Linked DNA regions of Mus musculus: all the other regions are linked to region 2. The links are chromatin contacts, called in public HiChIP or PLAC-seq maps. All regions are on one chromosome and are shown on one strand. Each heading gives the region's core, a stretch centred on a gene start, on an enhancer-like site or on the middle of the called end of the contact. The rest is flanking DNA. Distances are from core to core; before and after follow the strand shown. Region 1 overlaps Crim1 (cysteine rich transmembrane BMP regulator 1 (chordin like)). Region 2 has its middle 19 kb from the start of Fez2. Region 3 overlaps Crim1 (cysteine rich transmembrane BMP regulator 1 (chordin like)).

The links. HiChIP or PLAC-seq counts read pairs in DNA pulled down with a chosen protein or histone mark.
Region 1: a contact with region 2 is called in a BATF HiChIP or PLAC-seq map of CD8 T cells, with 8 read pairs. The contact joins two enhancer-like sites. A contact is called at or near these places in 1 of 15 datasets of contacts at CTCF or cohesin (CD8 T cells), 1 of 484 Hi-C or Micro-C datasets (the BV-2 cell line), 2 of 115 datasets of contacts at active chromatin or transcription factors (CD8 T cells and pancreatic cancer cells) and 3 of 9 other capture datasets (adipose tissue, liver and pancreatic islet).
Region 3: a contact with region 2 is called in a BATF HiChIP or PLAC-seq map of CD8 T cells, with 7 read pairs. The contact joins two enhancer-like sites. A contact is called at or near these places in 1 of 484 Hi-C or Micro-C datasets (nephron progenitors), 3 of 115 datasets of contacts at active chromatin or transcription factors (CD8 T cells, large pre-B cells and pancreatic cancer cells) and 2 of 9 other capture datasets (adipose tissue and liver).

What each region holds. Positions count from the first base shown.
Region 1 is chr17:78,273,437-78,276,545 of GRCm38.p6, reverse strand. The region is part of intron 2 of Crim1 (cysteine rich transmembrane BMP regulator 1 (chordin like)); the gene reads right to left. Among named protein-coding and RNA genes, the nearest start is that of Gm41620, 6.4 kb to the left of the region's middle. Within about 2 kb of position 1,750, at least 62 of the 459 cell types and tissues checked have an H3K27ac peak or open chromatin away from gene starts, as enhancers often do. A contact at or near this core is called in CD8 T cells, where this site is marked.
Region 2 is chr17:78,435,360-78,438,678 of GRCm38.p6, reverse strand. No RefSeq gene overlaps it. Among named protein-coding and RNA genes, the nearest start is that of Fez2, 19 kb to the right of the region's middle. Within about 2 kb of position 1,713, at least 7 of the 459 cell types and tissues checked have an H3K27ac peak or open chromatin away from gene starts, as enhancers often do. A contact at or near this core is called in CD8 T cells, where this site is marked.
Region 3 is chr17:78,244,136-78,247,194 of GRCm38.p6, reverse strand. The region is part of intron 2 of Crim1 (cysteine rich transmembrane BMP regulator 1 (chordin like)); the gene reads right to left. Among named protein-coding and RNA genes, the nearest start is that of Gm41620, 36 kb to the left of the region's middle. Within about 2 kb of position 1,289, at least 68 of the 459 cell types and tissues checked have an H3K27ac peak or open chromatin away from gene starts, as enhancers often do. A contact at or near this core is called in CD8 T cells, where this site is marked.

The DNA of each region.
Region 1 (3,109 bases), core at 501-3,000, 160 kb after region 2:
TGGCTGGCCTGGAACTCACTACCTAGACAAGGCTGGCCTTGAACTCAGAGAATTGCTTGCTTCTCCCTTTTGAATCCTGGGATTCAAGGTGTGTGCCAACATGCCCAGCTGATGCAAAAAACATTTTTATAAGCACGAAGTTAACTATCCTTTGATGCTCACACGGACCTTTCCCATACAACTTCCTGAAAAGGAAAGGGGGCAGATTTCTCAGGTATGACCAGGTGTCCTGGCTCTTCTGGAATCATCTTTACTACACTGTATTTTAGCAGGAGATAGAGAATTCATTTAAAACTCCCAATTCCCATCAGACTTTGCTGACAAGGCTTAGCTCTGTGTGCTCCTCTGTTCCTTTATGTTTTGGGATCTTTTTCTCTTTCGGGTTCTTGTCAGTCTTTTGGAAGAATCTAAACATCAAATACCAAATTCACTTCTATTTCTCTCTTGTTTTCTTACACACACATAAAAATATGACTTTCACATCATAGCCAAATGCTACTTTGTGTCTTAAAGGTTGTTTTTTTTTTTTAAACATGCTTCGCAATCTGGCCTGTTTTGAAATAATCTATAATTCAACATTGATTTCCTCTTTGAAGTTTTTCAGTTAAGTGTTGTAAAATTTCTGTGCTGCTAAGCTGGGGGGAGAGGAGCTCTCCTTTTGTTTAAATTTACTGATTTGTCACTAGAAACGCACATGCTGTGCAATGTTTTGGTTTTGTTAATTTCTTAAGATTTTGTGGGATTTTTTCCCCCTTTGCACACATGTGTGTACAGATGCAGTTTTGTGGGCAATTTTAAAAACACACGTGTTAGAAAGTAACATATACTCTACTGAATGCAGACTTTATATCATCCGTGTCTCACTCGAACTTTCGGTCAGATTTCTGCAAGCTCTCCCATGAGTCAGTGACTTCACCCAGCTCTGCTGTTTACCATCTCTCTTCAGAGCTGTGCTGTTAATAAGATGATTGGCAGGGACAAGGCTCAAGTCTTACACTGAGTTGGTAGACTGTGAAATGATGCTTTCAAAGAACTGAGATTTGTAGAACCTACAGATTCCTCCTTATCTCCTAACTGCTAATAGTTGCTTTTTTGCCCCCTCTCTGTGTTTGCTCAGCATCCAGCACGCACTCCACTCACTGGGTTACCATGGCATCAGCAACTGTTGGCTTGGCCCCTTCTCTCTGAGCCTGTTTCAAGTGCATAAGTTCTCTTGGAAATCTTTATTTATTCTTCTACATCTCTCCTGTTTGTTTTTAATTAAAAAAAAAAAGGAAACTGTAGCCATATCGCCAATTTCCCACGAATGAGAAAGGCATTACTTTAGTTTCAATTTTTTTTTAATCTATTTGAAAAGAGGTCCTTCTATACTCTTCCCCAAAAGCATTTAACAAATCTATATATAGTACTTCAACTAATTAGCAAGCTTTTATGTCTGGTTGCCATGGTAACATTGCAACTGGCATCTTATAAAAAAAAATTGCCCCAGATATATAGAGACTAAAGTGACAATATGGCTCTCAACAAAAATAATTAAAGAAAGATAAATTAGTTTCACCATATTAGTAATCTTTCTTTGGGGGTTGGTATGGTTATCTAGTATAAACTGATATAATAGTAATTATTATTATTATGCAAAGTGTTATCCCAGCCTAATCACTTAAATCTCCATGATAAGACAGTGGTTGCTTCTAGGTCTTTGCCAGGACAGGATACCAGGCAGAGAAAGTAAAACCGAAACTCCAAGTGGGCAAATGCATTTCAGAGTTTTCTGCTTGAAACTAGGTTTTTAAGTAAAAGGAAAATAACAGCTACTCGATGGTAAGTGGGGGGGAAAAAGAAACTTTAAAAGAGATAGGTAAAGTCACCCGGCCAGATTCTTCTTATCCTTGTGTATTTTGTCGAGGTCCATCTGATGGTGAAGCCTTTCTTCTACTTCAAAATCCATTGACACGGTCACTTTAAATAGCAGCAGGATGCTACACACTAGTTCCTACAGAGCAAGCAGCATAATGCGGACAAGGAAAACATGGAGTCTACTGCAGAGTTAATGCTGCAGGGTCCTCCTCCAACACTGACCCTGACTCCTTCTGCCTGTGGGCAGTAAACCCACCTTACAGGTACACCTCACTCTGACACATCTCTGGGAGTGCCAATTACTTCTAGGATAACTCAAAGGACCCCAGATTTGAATTCTTTGGACACTACAGAATTCAGTAAAAACACAGAGTATAAAGCCAAGAGGCAAAGAACCTACTACACTTGTGTGCCCCAGATCTCACTGCGGTGTACCTTACACTCTGCAGACTGGGAACAGTCTATGATCTTGACCTTGGCTGTCACAGGGGCCCTCGGCCACTTGATAGATCCTGTGATAGCGGACTAGTCTGTACAGTCCTCTGTGTCTGTCTTTCACTCATTCAGTTGACAAACATTAACTGAATGACTTGAACACGAAAGGAGCAAAGTCCTTGCTTTCTGGGATTTATAGCTCGAGAGGAGAGGACAGAGGCATTCAGACAAACGGCTTCTCAGCATAGTGCCAGGTGCCAATAAAGGCTCTGAAGTGTAATCAATAATGCAAGGGCCCTGCCTTATCCAGCAGAGTCCTTCAAGGCAGCAAAGGAAGAGAAAGCAGGGTGTGGTGGCACATGCGTCTGATTCCAGCACTCAGGAGATAGACAGAGTCAGGATACCACAAGTCTAAGCTCAGCCTGGTCTACACGGTGAGTTCGAGGACAGCTAAGGGATGGACCGTGAGAGCCGAGGGGAGCATATAAATACACATAGTAGCCAAGAGTGTTCCAGGACCAGGAAACGTTAAGAAAAAAACAAATAAACAAAACCTCTAAAGCAAGCTAGAGCTGACTCTTAAGAAGGAATATACACACGTCAGGGTTATGAAGAAGAAATCTAAACTGAGGTATAATAACATGTAGAGAATACCAATAAAACCTCACAATGCTAACACTGATGGGTGATATTTCTTATTAAGAATACCGTTGCCAAAGTTACGCTTAGAGAAACAGAAGAAAAAAAAATCTCTCCTAATTGAGGGCCTCCTGCAAGTTAGGCCTGCTGGTACCCATTTCAACTGGCCTACGAGCTT
Region 2 (3,319 bases), core at 464-2,963:
AATCGACATGACTGGGATGCAGAGGGATCAGATTTAAGAGCTGCAGGAGAGAACCCGTGCAGCAATGTAGGTGGAAAGAGAAAGCAGCCCTATGAGGGGACTTCCCAGAAGGTAACAGGGCAGCAAGGATAAAAATATAAATTAAACGGAATACTGTAGGGGAGTGTGTGCTAACTGCAGGGAGGTTTAGAAGAGCCCAGTCATTGAGCTAGTCAAGGCATCTCAAAGTGAGCTGGTGTGTGTGTGTGTGTGTGTGTGTATTTGTTTGTGAATCCAGAGCTCTTGGGCAGGTACAGTGTGTGCAGGACCTGCGGGAAGCCAGAGTGGGAGCCAGAGGGTATTAACTTATTTACTGCCACCACCTGGCTTGACTCACTGATGTACACATGCAACATGAGTTGCTTCTTTCATGGCTGTGGCCGAACACCCGACTAGAAGAAACTTAAAGAAGGGAAGAGTTATTGGGGTTCACACTAAGTGGATCTTGTCCGTCATGCTAGGGAAGACACAATGGCTCCTGTCCATCTCTCAAAGGACCAGGGATTGGAGTGCGTGACAGAGACCAGAAGAGAGGATGGGTAACACTTTTCAGTACCTCCTCTACTTCAGACCCACTTCCTTCAACTGGGCCCCATCTCACAGTCCCACAACCTCTTGAAACTGCACTCCCAGCTGGGGACCAAGCCCAAGCCTGTGGGGGACACATTACATCCAAACTCTCACACAGATGTAGCAAGGTTCAATGAATACCCTTTATCATTTTCTAAAAGAGGTGAAAATAGGCACTTAAGTCTATTTTCCTCATTATATAATAAGTTTTTAAACTCCCAGACTAGTCCCTGAAACACAGTAGGTGTGGAATTTACTCTCGCTTATATGAGCCCTCTGTTGAGTTTTATGCTCACATTTTAAATACCCCCTCTTAGCTTCTACTTCCACCAAGTACAAGTTCATTGGAAATTAGGCTCATTTTTTTTTTTTTTTAGATGTTGGAGTGGATGTGTTGACACACAATATTAATCCCAGCACGGGGAGGCAGAGGCAGCCAGATCTCTCTGTGGCCAGTCTGACTGGGATGCTACTTAGTGTGACCAAGGGAGGACAGCGTCTTTAAAAATGAGAGATAGAATTGCATGGAATAGGTTCCAGGCAGCTAGAGGTTACTAGTCAGGGTAAGAAGTAGGGACCAAGAAGATCTGCCATAGGCCAAGGGTCAGTACCTAAGGATGAGAGTTACCCACACAAGCTCAGTTGTCAGGAAGTGAAGGCAAGCCAAGAATCAGTGAGCAGGTGGCTCTCAGCTCATAGCACACCCACATGGGAGTCTGGCTCCAACACTGCAAAAGGCTCCACTCCAGAGCTGAGGTAGGCCAAGCCAGATCTGAAGGTCTAAATATCTAGCCAGGGCCTGCAGAAACGGACGTGCATCCCTGCGCCAGAGAGACTTGTCTGAAAGCTAGTGCTGGGCTTTTTAGTGGTTTCTATGGATCAGAAGTCATCTGGAGAAAAGCGTAGACACTTTCTACAGTGGATCAATGGAAAAGATATTGTCTTAGGAGTTTTATTGATGTGGTAGGACACATCAGTAACTTGGGGAGTAACTGTAAGTAACTTGGGGAGGAAAGGGTTTCTTTCTGTCACCGTAGGACTCTCAGGTCACACTCTGTCATCCCTGGAGCTCATGACAGGAAGTCTAAGGCCAGAGCTGGGTTGTGGTGAAACTCTGCTTACTGCATTGCTAGCTCATGGTTCGCTCTGCCTTTTCATAGTACCTTGGTCCAACAGCCCACAGCATGCCTTTTTTTTTTAAAAAATAAGATTTGTTTATTTATGTATATGAGTGCTCTATTTGCATGTATTCCTGCATAACAGAAGAGGGCAACAGATCCCATTACAGATGGTTGCCAGCTACCATGTGGTTGCTGGGAATTGAACTCAGGACCTCTGGAAGAGAAGCCAGTGCTCTTAACTGCTGAGCCATCTCTCCAGCCCCAGCCTGCCTTCTTATAGCACCCAGATCAGGAGTAGCTCCACCCCTATGGAGGTGGGACCCACTCCCATCAATCATCAATCTAGAAAATGCCCTAAAGGCTTACCCCACAGACCAATCTACTGGGAACATGTCCTCCACTGAGGTTCCCTATTCTAAAATGACTCTAGCTTGTATCAAGTTGACATCCAACTAGCTAGCACAGCCACTCCATGCTCACTAACAAACCTCACATCTTCTGTTGGGTCTTAAGGAGTAGAGTAGTGTTCCATTTTTAACTCTGTATGTCTAAATCCTGTTACAAGCAGGTTAAAGTTTTGACAGCTTTGTGGAGATTTAGGCAATCGTGGTACTGGAACCCCATTGTTCCTCTCAAGCTGCCTCGAGTCCTCAACTCCCGCCTTTTCCTAGAATAGACAGGATTTGATGTTGGAGGGAGACAGTGCTGTGTAGTTCAGTATGGAGGGCAGAGAGTGGAACATGGAAATTGCTTTAGAAGGAAGTTTTGCTGATTCTTGGAGCCCCTCCTGGATGGCAGTGCCTGAGGCTACTCCTTCACTTGCTTTAGTGGGGAGTCAAATCCCATGAGGAGGAAGGAGACAAAGTAGAAAGGGGGTCGCAGATAGAGAGTGGGTTAGAAAGCTGACCACGGCAGGTGGCAAGAGAAGCTGATAGCTCACTCGTACAGGATGCCTGCAGAGAGACACTACAGAGTGATCGCATCTCCCTTCCTGAGTTCCAAGGTTATCGTCTGGCCTCCTGTCCAGTTGACCAACACTTGCTCCATAGGCTTTGACTCCTCCACACTTCCAGGTTGCATCATCTGGTCCCTGCATCAGCTGTGGGAGAGGCTAGATCTAAGACAGCAGCTGAAGCATCTGTGGCATAAGCCAGGATCTTCAGGACAAGTCAGTGAGTGGGTGTGGGGTGAGTGGCCCTTCCCACATCCCTGCCTGAAACTTGCAGCGCTGGAAGTTTGGCCAGTGGGTTCTGTAGCATCGTTTAGCTAGAAACCCACAGCTTCTTGTGCACCTAGAGCAAGTGATATGTTCAAGTCGATGCTGGTGTGGCCATGCCCTGCAGGTGTGCGAATGAAGTCAGCATTCCATCCCTCTGCAGCTACAAGACAGTACAAGCCCTCAGCTAGAAGGTAAATCATGTTGGATCTGGGATGGCTCATTATTTACCTGTTTCTAACTATACTGAAATAACTAATACCATTGAGCAACTACCATGCAGAGTTCTTATATAATTTATATATGAATTTATTTAATAGATTCTGTTTTGCATTCTCTTCCCATGTAGCTATCCAGGGAGAGTGGTTTCCCA
Region 3 (3,059 bases), core at 40-2,539, 190 kb after region 2:
CAAATCAAAAGCAGGAAGGTGCCATAGAAAAGACAATGCCCAGGACTCCAGCAGCAGGAGCAGCTTATGTGGGCTGCTCTTCTTGTCTTAGCGCCCATACACCATTACAAGAGGAACCCCATACCCAAAGAGATTATCTGAGTGCCCAGGCTACTACCCTATGCGTGGCAGCAGTCAATAAGTACTAGGGGATGTGTCAAATTTTATGAGTAGGACATTTCTAAACTTTTTTAAACCAAAGGTTGAATGTTAATGAACCCTGAAATGACTTTCTTGAGAAAGTCGCACATTTCACAAGGAACAGAGACATCAGATCTAGAGGTAAACAGCCTGTCTATGAGTCACAGAAGGGCTTTGCAACTAATTAAAACTCCGTCCAATTGATTTTTGTTGCTCATGAATGTCTATCTCCCTCAGCTCCCACGCTCAGCGCCATTCCATTTGCATCTGGCTGTCCTGAGTATGTCACTGCCTGGGTGAACATCTTCCTAGATGGTAAGAAAGTGTATTAAAAAAAAGCGAAACGTGAGGCTGGGGTTCTGAGGCGAACACAAGCCTGGAAAGAACACGATGGGATGATCAATCCTGGAAAAGGACGAACGAAGTCACCCTCACGCTCCACAGAAGGTTGATCCTGGTGACTTTCAGCTGCAAGTGGGAGAAACTAGCTTCTTACTGGGAGCTGAGGGGGGCACATCTGTGTGGAGTTGTATGCATTCAACTTTGTCCCTTTCATTCACAAAGATCTTTCCATTTTCATTCCAAAAAAAAAAAAGTAGGAACAAAAGGAAGGAGGGAAGGAAAGAAGGAGGGAGGGGAGAGGAGAGGAGAAGGAGAAAGAAAACCTATATTTAAGGAACTGTTCCTCCCAGATGACCTCTTAACCAAGATACTAATAAACATGCAATACTGCAAGCCTGGAAAAGCATAAAATAAGTCTACCAAAAAATCCTTCCCTACCCTGACAGGCCATACGGACACTTGAAACCATCAGCTTTTGACAGAAGGCAGATTCACATTAAAGCCACTGTGCTCATAAAATCATGCTTGAGCTTCCTCTCATAGACTCCCCTCCTCTCTCTAGTAAAAAGACTGTGGACACTTCACCTGACTTGGGTGAAGTGTCCACGGTACCAGATAATGGCCTGGGAATAAGAATGACACTAACGAATGGGGCACACATTTGAACGGCGAGTGGCTCAGGAAACCTGGGATGGTCCACACCCTCTGGTTGGTGGAGATGACCCAGCTCAGAGCAGCCGGTCTGTTCTCAGGCACTGAAGAACCACCTCCCACTTCCCTCTGGGGGAATCTCAGCAAGTGCTCATGTCACCTAGCTGTCCCTGTGGCCACTCAGAGGGCTGGGATTCTATAGAAGAAAATGTTTTTTTTTTTTTTTGTGTGTGTGTGCGTGTGTGTGTAGGGCTAGGGTTCAGCTGGACACAGCTGGGCCAGGCAGCCACTCAGCAGCAACGTGTGACAGAGCCCACGCTGAACCCTGGGAAAACCTGAGAGGTCATCTCCAGCCAAGTTAGAAACCACACACACAGGAGGGGCTGCCCAGAGCCACTCAGGGGAGAAAAAAAAACCCTAAACCTGCTGAAGCCAGGCATTAGATCAGCATCTGGTTAGCACTTCCTGGAGGTACAAACAGAAAGTTGAAAGCTGGTTCTGAAAGAGCACCCCTTCCCTAGCTTGAGGCCAGGATGCATTTCGTCTTTTAGCAACAATAACTGATGTATTCTTAAAACGCACAGTGTGTTCATTTTAAAATAAGACATATTACATGTGAAGCAAAAACCTTCTCTGCTACGCCCAGTGTTGCTTTAACACGAGGGTTAGACAAGGATGGGCAGGGAGTTGGTAGAATTGAGCACATCTTAGGACATAAGAGAGGACTGGAAAATGTAGTTGTGTATGTTCTTAAAGAGGTTAAGACCGAACAAAAGAAAGGGAAGAATCATTGAATGGCACAGGACCTCAAAAGAGTCCTTGCCTATGGAACGTGCCTGGGAAGCACTGCTCGAATGTTAAAATGAAAGTTCACATGACACTAAGTCCTTCCTGTGGTCATTCCCAGTGCAGTGGAAGAAAACTTCCCTCTTTACCTACCTACCACGCTTCTCTTAGCAAGGGATACAACATCTTTAATCAGGACTTCCTCCTATCTCCTTGAAGAGCAGGAGAACCCACAACTCCCAGAAGGGTAGGTCACTGTATGATGTCTCCCAGCCAGAATGCAGGTAACGTGAGTGGTTTTCAAGCGACTGTTCTCTCTAACTGGTCTGAGGCCAAGTTCCTGGAGCTTCCTGCTTTTATTTCCCAGATACTTGACACTGGTTTCCGCCTTCTCGGAGCCCTTTCTGTTTTTCCTGTGCCGCTTATCAGGCCATCAAATTGGCAATGAACTCAAACATGTTTTGAACAATAATTCTTCTAAAAATCTATACCTATAGTATATAGTTTTAAAATGTTGACTTAACCTAAGCTAAAAGTCTACTGTTTCAAATATTTTACTTTGACTCTGTTTTCTTTCTCCTATCATGAAATGGGGGTTAAAGTCATTTAAAGACACACTCACACACCACACACACACCTCCATATATGTGTGTGTGTGTGTGTGTGTGTGTGTGTGTGTGTGTGTGTAGGCATTTATTTTCCCCAAATGAAAAAGCAGAATACTCTTATGTGGATGTTCATTATACAGACCTGCAATCTAGTTGATGTTGCTGTGTGATGTTTTATTTTCGAGTTCTTTATAAAAAAGGGTTTTTTTTAGAGAACAGCACACTGTATTATCAATTCATGATTGCCTTTATTAAAAAAAATGAGGCAGTGATTCAGATTTTAAATTTCATAAAGGCCTTACTGTCTTTCGTAAGCAGAGTAAGTACTTGTAAATGGCATTTAAGCAGCCAAAGGAGAAACCATTGGGGACCCTGACAGTAATGAGATCCTTGTGCCATCTGGAAGGTGAGGATAATATGTTTTTTTTTTCACTTGGCCACAAGAAGACCTAGCAGTTCCAAAGTTGATAGGCAATATTAATTGGAATCATT